Linked DNA regions of Rattus norvegicus: regions 2 and 3 are each linked to region 1. Evidence: chromatin contacts called from public Hi-C data. All regions are on one chromosome and are shown on one strand. Each heading gives the region's core, a stretch centred on a gene start, on an enhancer-like site or on the middle of the called end of the contact. The rest is flanking DNA. Distances are from core to core; before and after follow the strand shown.

Evidence for each region. A called contact is a pair of places that touch in the nucleus more often than the background predicts.
Region 2: a contact with region 1 is called in a Hi-C map of liver, with 2.9 times the contacts expected there. The contact joins the promoter of Srek1ip1 here to the enhancer-like site in region 1. A contact is called at or near these places in 1 of 12 Hi-C or Micro-C datasets (liver) and 1 of 1 datasets of contacts at active chromatin or transcription factors (oligodendrocytes).
Region 3: a contact with region 1 is called in a Hi-C map of kidney, with 6 times the contacts expected there. The contact joins two enhancer-like sites. A contact is called at or near these places in 12 of 12 Hi-C or Micro-C datasets (the A7r5 cell line, the Rat2 cell line, Schwann cells and 7 more) and 1 of 1 datasets of contacts at active chromatin or transcription factors (oligodendrocytes).

The regions. Positions count from the first base shown.
Region 1 is chr2:37,145,447-37,149,662 of GRCr8, reverse strand. It overlaps a transcript of Cenpk not described here. Among named protein-coding and RNA genes, the nearest start is that of Adamts6, 7.7 kb to the left of the region's middle. Within about 2 kb of position 1,927, at least 84 of the 93 cell types and tissues checked have an H3K27ac peak or open chromatin away from gene starts, as enhancers often do. A contact at or near this core is called in hepatocytes, kidney and liver, where this site is marked.
Region 2 is chr2:37,707,451-37,711,666 of GRCr8, reverse strand. Srek1ip1 (SREK1-interacting protein 1) reads right to left here and starts at 1,930. Exons shown (of 5, transcript NM_001008373.2): 1 at 1,753-1,930. The coding sequence starts at 1,765. It overlaps Cwc27 (CWC27 spliceosome associated cyclophilin), which reads left to right and starts at 2,329. Exons shown (of 14, transcript NM_001013199.1): 1 at 2,329-2,430. The coding sequence starts at 2,389.
Region 3 is chr2:37,686,890-37,691,105 of GRCr8, reverse strand. Cwc27 (CWC27 spliceosome associated cyclophilin) reads left to right here. Exons shown (of 14, transcript NM_001013199.1): 8 at 3,845-3,924. Among named protein-coding and RNA genes, the nearest start is that of Cwc27, 20 kb to the left of the region's middle. Within about 2 kb of position 1,740, at least 3 of the 93 cell types and tissues checked have an H3K27ac peak or open chromatin away from gene starts, as enhancers often do. A contact at or near this core is called in hepatocytes and kidney, where this site is marked.

The sequences.
Region 1 (4,216 bases), core at 678-3,177:
AAACATTTCAGTCTAATCAATATAAACTTAAGAAAAGAAATGAAAAAAAGAGAAAATATAGTTCAAAAACTCTGAACATGAGAGTAAATTGAAAATTATATTCGGTGTAGTTTTTAAAGTTCCAAGCAATGGTTTGGTTTCCCTTTCTCCCCCCTTCTCTGCACACCCTCACACCACCCCCCTTCCCATTCCACTTCATCCAGACAGAGGGTAACAGTCTGAGCTGCCCTGGTTGAGTTGATCCTAAAGTTAACATTCAGCAGCCCATTTCCAGACAGCAGCGCTAAATCTATTTGGATAAAACGCGTGTGACCCAGACAGTTGGCATTTGGCCCAAACGCGTTGCACCAGCAGCTCAAATAAAAACAAGAGTAAGAAACTTACTCTCTTGTTCCCTCTCAGTGTGCTTTCTTACTCTGGCTTGCTCTCTTTGCCCCTAATACAAGTGGACAACTTATCAAAAACAGAAATTATAGCACATATTTTAAGAAAGATTTTCCAATACTTCTTCACTCTTGTTCTCTCTCCCAAATCACTGAATTTCAGTCTTATATACTATATATACAGACATACTCTGATAAACAAGGCTCCAGAGGGTTATGAGTCTAGCATGGCCCAAGTGGGCAAAAGTAAATCAAAACCACACGCTTTCATCTCTTTGATTAGCCTATTAAGAGCTTAACATATCCTAGAGCATCGGTGCTACAGCCAGCACAATACTGCTACCCTGAGAGCACAGGCATGAAATATGCACTTGTCTGAATACTAAAGACGCTGACATGAAACGGATTTTCAGAAGGCAATTGCATAAATCTGGAAATCGATTAAAAAACACACATCATCATTACCTTCTCCACCACTATCTGGTGACTAGTTAAAAGTCCACGATGATCATAATCAAGTCCACTTCACACAACATGTAAATTCATACAATAAGCGCGTATTTTCACATTATAAAATACCTGTAAGCCCCGGAATTCTACGTCCACGAGTAGTCTAGAGTTTAAAAGATTTCTATCTGTAATGTGAGTTTAGTCAAACTCACTTCTTGCCATAAAGCACGCACGCGCGCGTGCGCGCGCGCGCACAGCCACAGACACACACACACACACACACACACACACACACACAGAGGGGGAGGGAGGGGAAGAGAGAGGGAAGGGAGAGAGATCTAAGCGTTATTCAGAAGATAAGCAAAGCACAAGTTGTTGGGGTTTTTTTTTAAGGTTTCATTGAATATTGTGAAGTCTTCCTTACCGTTTTCATCTTCAAATTCTGATAAAAAGTAAGTTTCAAACAATAGAGATTTCACTGGACGGCTCACGTACTCCCTTTTCTCTTTTCTTTTTGCCCCCCGCCCCCTTGCAAAGCCACACCAGCCAGTTATTCTGCAGCCAGAATAAAACCCTATAGTCTCGCTAACTGGAGCTTTAGAGAAAGGACTTTCTGATTTGGCAGTTAAAAAAAAAAAAAAAGAAAGAAAGAAAAAAAGAAAGAAGGAAAAAGAAAAGAAAAAAATCCTTTCAATTCATCCAAGGCTATCAACCTGAGACGTGCTTTGCAACCCCCAACTCCCTCCCTCCCCCGCCCACCCACCCCCCCAAAAAAAGGAAAGGAAAAAAAAGAAAAAAGAGGGGAAAGGCTTATTGGGGGTGGAAGTGGTGCCCTCTCTTCCTGGACAGCTTAGTGCCTTTGCTATGCAAATAACATGTGCAGAGCATCAAAAGGTATCAGGAGAGAGAAGACAAGAGGAGCAGGAAGGGCAGGAAAAGTTTTGTTGAAGTAGCCCTCGAGCTCACTGCCGGCCCCAAGCCAACTTCAATTGCAGCAGAAGAAAATTTTGGCAGCTTTCCTCAGAGGCAGAACAAACTGACGTCAGTCTGCAGATGTGCCTGGGCTGCGTCGGGTGCGCATGTGTCCTGGGTCGTCACGTGGAGGGGGAGGGGAGGTAGAGGTACAATCGGGGTATCCAACTACCAGCCATTCAGAAGGGCTTAGACAATGTCAACTTTTCCACCCTGTGAATGAGAGAAACTCTGGCCCTCTAACCTCTCTCCCCTAACCCACCCCGCCTATTTCCTCCTCCTCTAACCTCTTGCGGAGTCTTGTCTGGTTTGTTATTACAGTTTCTTGGAAAAAGGAAAGGCACGGCGGGTGTTGGGGGGGGGGGTGCAGACGGGGATAGACTAATGTCACTGTTAGAATTTTTGGTATCATTCTCTGACTTTTGTTTGTTTTATTTTAATCTCTACAATAAATATTTAAAAGTTATTCATAAAATTTGTCATGTAAGGAGTCAGATCAGTAGAGCGAAATTTCAAGACTTAAAACGTGTACAAAACGACTGTGTGTTGAATGCATACTTCAACAAGTGAAAATACCACCACAAGAGTAAAAACTAAACGAAACTGAGACCTGCACATTTTCCATGTGATTATCGACTTCAGGTTATGTGAAACTATAAAAGGAAAAGGGGGTGGGGAGTGGTGCATTATTTCCAGATGAGAGCTAGATGGTGTTTTAAACTGCAACAGGGAAAGCCACAAAGTGAGGGCTTTTTTTTTTTCCTTGCTTGTTTGTTTGTAGTACACTGAATGAGAAACTTCAATGAGTGCTCAAAAGAAAATAAAGCCTAAATCAGCCCCCAAAAAAGGTTGGGGTGGGGGGACCGCGACGACACGGGAGTCCTGCTGAGATCTCAAGATAAACAAACAAAATGTCAGAACCGGTTCTTCTAGCTTTCCAATCCCACCTCCCCCTCCACATCAGCTGCCAGTTCAACCCTTAAAGATAAAATACGACCACGACCGGGCACTTTCACTTTCATTTACCAGGAGAAATCCCCTGGCATTTAACTGTAGAAAAAAAAATATTCCCACCGCTTTCCAAGTCCTAAGCAAGCAAACAATGTCTGGCGCAAGGATCGGAAACAGGAAGAAAATCGAAAATAGCTCAGGACAAATATTGCCTTTCAGCTGTGTAATCTGCTGCATCATTTATCCGTCTGTACCGTGGAGTGTAGGGTTGGGAGTTGGTTAAGGGTTGCCAAGGTTGGGGGAGGGGAAAATTGAGCCTTGAAATTCCAGTCTTTAATTAACACCCAGCCAATTTCCTATGGTCAGAACCAGAAAATGAAATTGGACCTGAGGGATGTAAATAAGGAGAAAGGCACGTTCTAAATACCAGTTCTTAAATTTCTAGCTTCTGTTAACGTTGTTGTTCTTTGATTTTTTTTTCCTTCCTATGCCAGAAGTGGTAGGTGTGATTGTTCTGGAAAACCTTGAATGGCTTAAGCAGGCATAGGTGAGAACCTAGAAGAATACATTTACTTCAATGATTTTTCAAGGGTTGGAAGGCCGTACATTTGCCCAGGGGCTAGCTCTCATTTTGACCTTAATCTTCGCTATCTGGCTCAGTGCATAGTAAAAGTGGAAATGTGTCCTGTGGATGGTACTGACAGTTCTAAATAAAGATGATTCATTGAGTTTCTCTCTCTCTCTCTCTCTCTCTCTCTCTCTCTCTCTCTCTCTCTCTCTCTCTCTCTCACTCTCCTCTCTCCTCTCTCTGCAAAATAGAGATTGCTAGACCTCATAGTAATACTAGTAAACACCAAAAAAATAAAGGTGGCACAGAGCTAGCTGTCTTTGCATAAAATCATCCTTTAAATATATGAGATTCAACTTTCCTTAATGTTACAAACACTGGTTTAAGACAAATATCGCCAGCACAGAAAAGTAAAATCAAGGCATCACTACCAATCACCTAGATAATATTGAGAAAAGCTTTTCCTCTCCGTTAAGTTCATTGGCCCTAGGAAGTAGCTGCATTGTAAAGTAGGTTTTTCAGTGAGAAGTAGACTTTGGCTAATTACTTATTCAAAGAGTGCCATCCTGCGTCTAAACAGAGTAATGAAAATTTTCTAATTTTCCTTGCCTCCTCCAAATGCTGGAACTAAGACTATAATGAGCAAGCAGCAGTGGAGAGTTATTAGTTTAAGAAATGGAGTGTCCATTTAACTTTATATATGTCTTGGACATTTTAACCTTATTACAATGACCCCCAACATAGCCATCACATGGTTTTAACAAGTACCGAATGAAGTAGAACCTATCTTATTTTCCCTATGTTCTCATTATTCATCCAACTTCAGTGATTATTTTAAAACCAAGTGCAGACATGTCATTGCCTTAACTAAGTACTCCTATAGTTCTAAAGT
Region 2 (4,216 bases), core at 681-3,180, 560 kb before region 1:
GCAGAAACACCCTTAAGCACCAACAGTTCTCTAAGGTAACTAACTCTCCTCCAGGTTACTGAATTCTAAACATGTAATTTTTCTTAAATCTGTTAAGTGGTTGCCTGCTGTCTACTAACATCCTAACACTTTGTTTTTGCTTGTAAGGTCCTTCTGTCACAGGAAATCTATTGTGCCATGGATACCTTGGAGAACGCATTTGTATGCATAGTGGGGAAGAGCTTGGATAACCTACATTAGCTCTTGGTTTCTCCCTCTGTGAAGTGAGAATAGCATCAGCTATCTCACAGTAGTGGTTATTAAAGGAAAAAAATACAATGTTTGACATAGTATCAGGTATGTGGGTTACATAGTAAAAGTTAAGATACTTTGAATTATCTTTTTAGTTAATTTCTCATTTCTCTCAGGTTAGCTGATGGTTAGCTCTTCTATTTTCTCTTCCTTTCTATATCTGCTCCCTTTCCCTGCAGGTTCCCTGCCCTCTCACATTTTTTTTTGTCACCCCCCCCCCCCGCCCCCATCCCAGGAGCTGAGGACTAAACCCAGGGCCTTGCGCTTGCTAGACAAGCATTCTACCACTGAGCTAAATCCCCAACCCCTCTCATATTTCTTTAGCTCTCATCTGGAACATCCGTGGTTTGTCCTCTCTGAATCCTGTTAGGTGTCCTAACTGTTTTTGCTTGCCGCACCATTAGTTCCACTTTCTGCAAATTCCTCCTGTTCCCTGTTGAGTCCTAAGAGAGCAAGGGTGTCGTCTATCATGCTCGCCACCACACACATAATAAAGAACATACAGTCATCTCTCTTCTCACAGTTCCAGGTGTGCTCCTTTGCAAAGTGCAGAAATTAGGAAAGCAGCCCCACCCCCACCCTGCAACCGCTGGCTCTAGAATAAAGTTCAGAAAAGGCTGCCACAGAACAAAACCAGGGGTCAAACAGTAGCGGGAAGAGGTAGTTTTTTAAGCAAAGTTGGGGCTTCATAAATATTTTCAGGGCCTTTCCTACAGTACTATGCATTGTGAATCTTGGAGATGTAAGGTGGGTATATCTCTTAAAAACACCTGCCCGATATTAGGGTTTTTGCAGAAACACATTCTGACAAGGCCGGCTTGGGGAAGTTCTTGAGGCTCCCCAGTAAACTGGAGCAGCAAACAAAAACATCCCCGGAGCCCAGTGTGCCGTGTCTAGGTTAGAAACCTCTGAACACCAAAGTGGAACCTACAAAAGAATCTTTGATACAATTCAAGGAAGCGCCTTCTTGAAACTAAGAGGGAAACTGAGGCCCCAGAAGGGCACAGAAACCGGCCTACAGCTACACTGTAACTAAAGGCTGGAAGAGCTAGGACAAGCCCCAGGTGCACTTCTTGACTGGATGACTTTCACTACAATGTACCACCTGGATTCGCCAAAAGTTCACACTTCGAATTTTATTTTGAAATTCAGTGAAAGTTACAGTCTTACGGGCAACTTGTCCCCTTAGGCCTACAGTTCTCATTGTCACCAACTCTCTTGTCCCTCTTACAATACACTTTCCCTGTAATCCTGTGCAGTTTGGGCTTGCACAAGAATGACAGAGATGATCTTTCCCAGCCCTCTTTGAACTTGTAGTGTAAACTTTTTCATGTAAATCAACCGATTCTAAATTTTCAGGCCTTCGCCTGAATCCCCAAGTGCTCCCTGCCACCCCCGGTCCTGGACTCCCCTGCTCGCCTCATTCCTCTGGAGTGAGAGAGCCCTGCGGTTGATCTTCACCTGGGACTGCCATAATGCAGGTGAGTGGGGTCACCGGAGTCCTGAGCTTTCGAGATCGCGTTTCGTTCAGGTCCTTAGCGAGGACAACGCACTAGCAGAGGGATCTCTCCCACCCGGTCACTACAACTTCACAGGGCAGGAGAAGGCCGGATGCACATCCAGGGTTGGCGGAACTAAGAAGCTGCGGACCCAGTTTCCAGGGGTGTCCTACCGCGGAGCACACGTGGTCTGAACCATTTCGGCCAGCTTCCGGAGGTGAGTGCTATCTGCAAACACCGGACCTGGACGCAGCACCCGGATTTACGGATTGGCCGTTTAGCTAGTATTATGAATGACACGACAAATTCTCTAAAGTTGCAGAGGTCTTATAGTCTTTTCTAGTTTCCTGAAGAACAGGGACATCCCCCCTCCCGGAGTTAGCGGTGCTGCGATCCGGGAGCAACATGGCGACGTCCATGAGGGGATAGTTTGGGGGAGTAGCTAGTGCTTAGTACGGTTGTCCTGTCTAACTCTGACCGAGTAAAGTTTTCCCCAAGTACCCAGGTAAAGAATTGTCTACTAACAGGTGGGCATCGTCAGAGACCCGCCATTCGCTCGCGGCCACACTAAGGAACGGAGTCTTGAGCAGTGAGCAAGATGAGTAACATCTACATCCAGGAGCCGCCCACGAATGGGAAGGTGAGAGCCTCTACCACCTGGACATCCTAATTAAGAGCAACCTGATTGGGGGTGGCAAGGGAGTTGAAAGACCAAAAGGACTGCCCTCCACATCATGCTTATGGCCACTGTTGCATTTATACTATTTACAGTGACATGTCTCAGCGTATTTTTGAGAGTTATTGAGCAACTTCTCTATTCGCTAGTCTTCTGACCCCTTAACTTCCTTGATCCAACTCACGTGAGCGCCTTCTAGTGTCTGTTGTTTTTAAGACTTACGTTAAGATTGTTCATTTTTTTAGTTGTTTAACTTGGAGGTCGCGCATTCTCTACCATCATTTATTGAAGGCCTCCTTGGCACAACGCACTCTACTAGGTGCTGATGATACAAAGCAAGGTTGGTGTGCTACACACACACACCCCCACCCACACACACACACAAATATATATATATACATATATATATATACATACATATATATACACATATATACATATATACATATATACATATATATGTATATATATATACACACACATATATATATATGGCTAGCTGCTAATTCCCTATTTCAAAATTACAGGCGTGCATCGACACACCTGCCTTTGGTTGGGAAGAATTGAAGAAGATTATATTGCCATGATAGTAAGGCGGAGTGAAAAACAGGAAATGATGGGGAAAACATCTTGGAGGACATATCTTTTGAGATAATTGTCAGAGGCAGCGGGGGAGTGAGGAATATTACTGGGTAGGAATGGGAATCGATTCCCTGATAGGTTTCATACCGAGCTATATTTCTAGAGGACAATATTAATTTTAACTAATAAATGCTCGTAGAGATAAAATAGACTGACCATTTATTCCCCAATGCAGGACCTTAACTTTTGCTGTTCATTTCTCTAGTATGCTATTTTATCTGTTCAAACGTCACTCTTAACAAAGAGGCCTATAAAATAGCAAATCTCAGTGATGCCCTGGGTCTCAACAATTTCCAAGTATTTAATAGTATATTACTTTTGTTTCTTTCCTATATAGAATGCAAACACTATCAGTGAAGATAAACATCTAGAAACAGTGATTCTCTACCTGTGGTTTGTGACCACTTTGGTCAAATAACCCTTTTACAGGGGTTGAATATCCGACATCCGACATATCAGATATTCATGTTAGGATTTATAACAGCAGCAATATTACAGTTATGAGATAGCAATGGAAATAATTTTATGATTGAGGGTCATTACAACATGAGGGATTGTATTAAAAGGTCACAGAATTAGGAATTGAGAGCCACTGACCTAGAACATTGCTTCACATACACTGTGGAGTTCATGCACTATGAAAGAATAGCTAGGCAGATGAATTAATACTATGTTTTCTTTAGCTTCTGAGAGGTATTGAGCATAAGTAAGGGTGAATCATGCCCAGACTTAGTTGTTTGACACTTTTAAGAAATAAAAGAGGGTTTCATATGAGTCTTTAGCTATGCTGGAACTGGTTGTTTACTGTAGGAAATGATTTGACACATTCATAGAGTAAAAGCATTTCTGAACAGGAGCTCATTCCTTCAACAAATATTTTTAAATTGTGTATATATACATGAGGTGTGTGTGTGTGTGTGTGTGTGTGTGTGTGTGTGTGTGTGTGTGTGTGTGTGTCTTGTTTTGAAGAGTTAAAATAAAAACTTCATAAAAACTGCAAAAGAACAGCAGATAAGGGGACAGGACAGAGCTGGCCTGAGATGTGCCCGGCCAAGCCTAAAAACAAGGTCAAGGGATTGTTCCAGGAAGGGGGCCATCCGGACGTATG
Region 3 (4,216 bases), core at 491-2,990, 540 kb before region 1:
GACTCAGTGTCATTGAGATCATACAAACCAGCCGAGCCCACTTCCCACTGACACTGTGATCTTCAATGACAGCTTTCACCCTCAGGCTTTCTTTGTGAAACATAAAAGTAGTATGTACCTGCTGGGGTTGTGAATAGAGACACTTTGATACATTGTACCACTCTGAAAGATGCCTTTAAAGGTTTTGTCTTAAAATAGAGCATTACATTACCTGTTATAATTGGTATTTTATTCTTGAACTTAAAACTTGAATGATTTGTAATGTAATCACAGTTATTAGACAGAGGCCGCCACCCTCTGTCCAAGCAGTATAGAGAGGTGCTGAGAAACCTTGTCAGTGTCCTTCCTGAGAAGCAGTCTGAGCTTGTGTTCAAGCAGCTGGGAGAGCATGTGTTGCCTCCACCTGGTGACTTGAGCTCGTTCTGGCCCATTTATCTGTTCTGTCTACTGTAGCGAGCGGGTGGTTAAGTTTGAGAAAACAAAGCAACAGTTTGAAATTTACTGACTTAGAAGACAGAAGTTACTTGGAAATCTGGAGAAAAGCCAAATTTAATTTTATCTGTTTGTTTTGTTCATGTACAGTTCTTTTCAGACCATAGTCTTGCCTCAAGTTCCTCTTTCTGTCTCTCTGTCTCTCTTTCTTTCTTCCTTCCTTTCTTTCTTCCTTTCTTTCTTCCTTCCTTTCTTTCTTTCTTTCTTTCTTTTTTTTTTGGTAAAATGATACCTTGATAAGAAAAAAGAATAGGCTGAATATTAGAAGTGGTTTTAAAATTTACTCTTATTTGTAAGTGTTGAAATAACTAAAACTAAAGCTAAGTGAGTCCTTTAGTGACAGAACAATTTGAAGTTTCAGAGCTTGCATGAAATTAAATATTTCTAAAAGGCTTAAAAATAATTGTTTCATTAGTCACTTGCTTCTCAGGTTTCTTTTTCAATGACTGCACAGTGGTAAGCGTTATTCCAGAATTAGATTGCAATGCAGTTAAGATTGTTAGGTCTGAACTGAGGCTTCACTGTATGTGGGAGAAGAAACCCGAGTCCCCTCTGGTTTGTGGATTATCAGTGTGAGGTTACACACACTCTTTCACCTCTCTCCTCTATTCCTGACAAGGTGTCTCTCCCACGTGGATTAGCTTTTCTTCGTTGTTTCAGTATCTGTGTACTACCTGATGAAAACCTCTTTGAAATCATAGAATTTTATAGCTCCAAGGGATCTAGTCCAACTTCCTTCCTTTATAGCTGCGGAAACTGAGACCCAGGTTAAGTGACTTGCCAGATTGACCTGTTTCCTTTCAGATTGGATTGCATGATAGAAGGATGCTGTAATAACCGTATCTCGGCTCCGGAAAGCCCTCTGTTGACTTTCTCATCATTCCTATGGTGTGTGACCAAATGGAATCTGGGAGATAACACTGTCGGGTGGATTCATAGCTAATTGAGTGCTTTTGCCCAAAGAGTGCTTTCTTTGTCAAACTGTGGCTGATTTTTATTTAACTCTAGGTTGAAACATAATTCTGTATGTTAGTCCATTAAGTCCAAAATATGTAGGACAAAATAAAATAGTTTGTATATCTTAAACTGCACTCTGGACACCCAGGGGTGATTTTTATGTTGCTTCTCATTCTGGGAATTCTTGCATACATTTGCTCTTAAGCCCTTCACTTGCTTAGATGATGGAACATGATCCCAAAGACTACTGATCTAAGTTAATCATCTACAAAAAGTACACCATCTAGACTAGTGTTGCCTAAAACACCGGGCAGCATGGCCTGGATGGAGAGGTTACCACAGGAATGGATTGTCAGAGTTAAAGGTTACTCAGACATCCTGGCTGTGGACCAGTGCTGTCCCCCTCTGTCAGCATGCCCTATAGCTCTTTCTGTCTTCTTCCTTCCCTTCTATACTCTATCTGGTTTCTTTTTCTTTCTTTCTTTCTTTCTTTCTTTCTTTCTTTTTTTTTTTTTTTTTTTTTTTTTTTTTTTTTTTTTTTTTGTTGCCTCTGTATTTTCTGTGTGAAGTTCAGGTCTGTGCCAGTTAGTGTTCATTTTTAAACATGTCCATGGTTAGTTTCGACTTTCTCCTTATGTACACTTCACTGAGTATATTTAGTTTTTTTTTTCCAGCATTTAAACACTTTAGCCAAATAATGACCTTAACATAGGTCATTCAGGAAGAATTAGCATTAAAGAGAATCAGACTTCTGTCCCGGGTCTGAGACCCTTCTACTTTTCCGTTCTTCCTAGTTGCTTTCTCAGCTTTGGTGGTTCGCTGTAGTGGGAAGGGGTGTATGTTTAAGTCTGCTTTTGACCTTCTGTCTTCGTGCTAACTTAATTTGAAAGGTTAAGGAAAACCTAGAGTGGGGATGATTAATTCAGCTTAACTTACAAATTCTTCCTGTTTTCATGTCTTACTTCTTTTTTCTTTTAGCTGTTTAAAGTGAGTTTTCATTGAGAGCTCAACAAGGACTTCTTTTCTTTTTCCTCCTCCTCCTTTTTTTTTTTTTTTTTTTGGGTCCTTTTTTTAATTTTAACTTTTAGACAGTGCCTTGCTAAATAGCCCCAACTAGCCTCAGATATGCAATCTTCCTGTTTTGGTCTTGAAGGTTAGTATTACAGCATGTAACACTGGGAAGAACTTTCTTTTTTAAAAAGTAATATATTTAAACTGGCATATAAAATTATATATATAGTGTACAACCTATGTAAATACAGTAGAATGTCTGAGTTAAGCTAATTAACATACACCCACTTCACAAACCACATGCACGCTGTCGCTGTCGTAAGAGCGTTTGACATCTTTCTGTAGGGCTGGAGAGATGGCCCAGAGGTTGAGAGCACTGGTTCAGAGGACTCAGCTTCGGCTCCCAGCAGCCACATGGCAGTTCACAGCTGTCTGTCACTCTGGTTCCAGGAGATCTGTTCTGACCTTGAGGGATCCAGGCTGTGGTACACAAACATACAAACAGGCAAAACATTGATATACGTAAAATAAATAATTAAAAACATAAATAAATAAAATCTCTGTGATTTCTCAGGAGCACAAGAATTCATCTTTATAAATTTAGCATTATTAATAAATAACATGCACCTGCAGTGGACCTTAGTTACAACCTTGTTCCCACTATTTGTCAGTGTAATTTTCATTGTCTGTCTTGTCAGTGAAGAGGTTGACACAGAGGGTCAGAGGCTAACTTTGGATGTGGTGTATTACTGTATATTAAAGGGTGGTAGTATGCATTTGTCTCAATTTATTCTTGTTTTTATCCGTGGGTTGTCGAAGTTAATCAGTTGTATGTGAACCATAGGTACTCAGAGCTGGTGAGCCACTGACTTCTTTTTTTTTTTTTTTTGGTTCTTTTTTTTGGAGCTGGGGACCGAACCCCGGGCCTTGCGCTTCCTAGGTAAGCGCTCTACCACTGAGCTAAATCCCCAGCCCCAAGCCACTGACTTCTTTTTGACAGTGTCACTTATTCTGGGGAGATGATCCTAAAAGAGTGTTTAGATCCATGAGTGGTGCTGCACACTTAGAATCCCATTGCAAGATGCTGACAGAGAAAGATCATGAGCTCTAGGTCAGTCTGCCCTGCAGAGAAGACTCAAGGCCATCTTAGGCTAGAACTAGATGGAGAGACTGTGCCTTATAAAACAAACAAATAAGTAAAACTTAATTAACATAAATAAGTAAAAATCCTATGTTCAGTTGATAGAAGGATTATATTCATAAACTCATCCTTTACTAAGCATACTATGTCCCCACCTAATTTCATGTGAATTTGTTAACTTATCTTTTCGGAAGACCTTTCATTTCCTACTCTCAGCTCTATTGTTTGTCCCTTCCTTCCCAGAGCATGAAGGGGAGAAGTAAAAGCAGCCATGACCTGCTGAAGGACGATCCGCATCTCAGCTCTGTCCCGGCCGTCGAAAGGTCAGTGCAGTGCAGCCATGACCTGACTTCCTGCTATTAGGCTTCTTCTCATTCACTTGGTTCGTTAAAAATCAGAGCTCATAACTTACATTTCTTAAGCCCAGCCAAAGCAATAATACATTTTGATAAGTGATTAATCACAGGCTAGTCTGATTACTGGAAACTCCGTTGTAATATATCATGTTTAGTTCCATATTGCTGTGCTAACTGTCTTCGGAGTTGTTTTGTTTGGTATCATGACTGACCATGAGAGTATAAGGTTACTGGAAGACGTTACCACATTCTGGGCTCA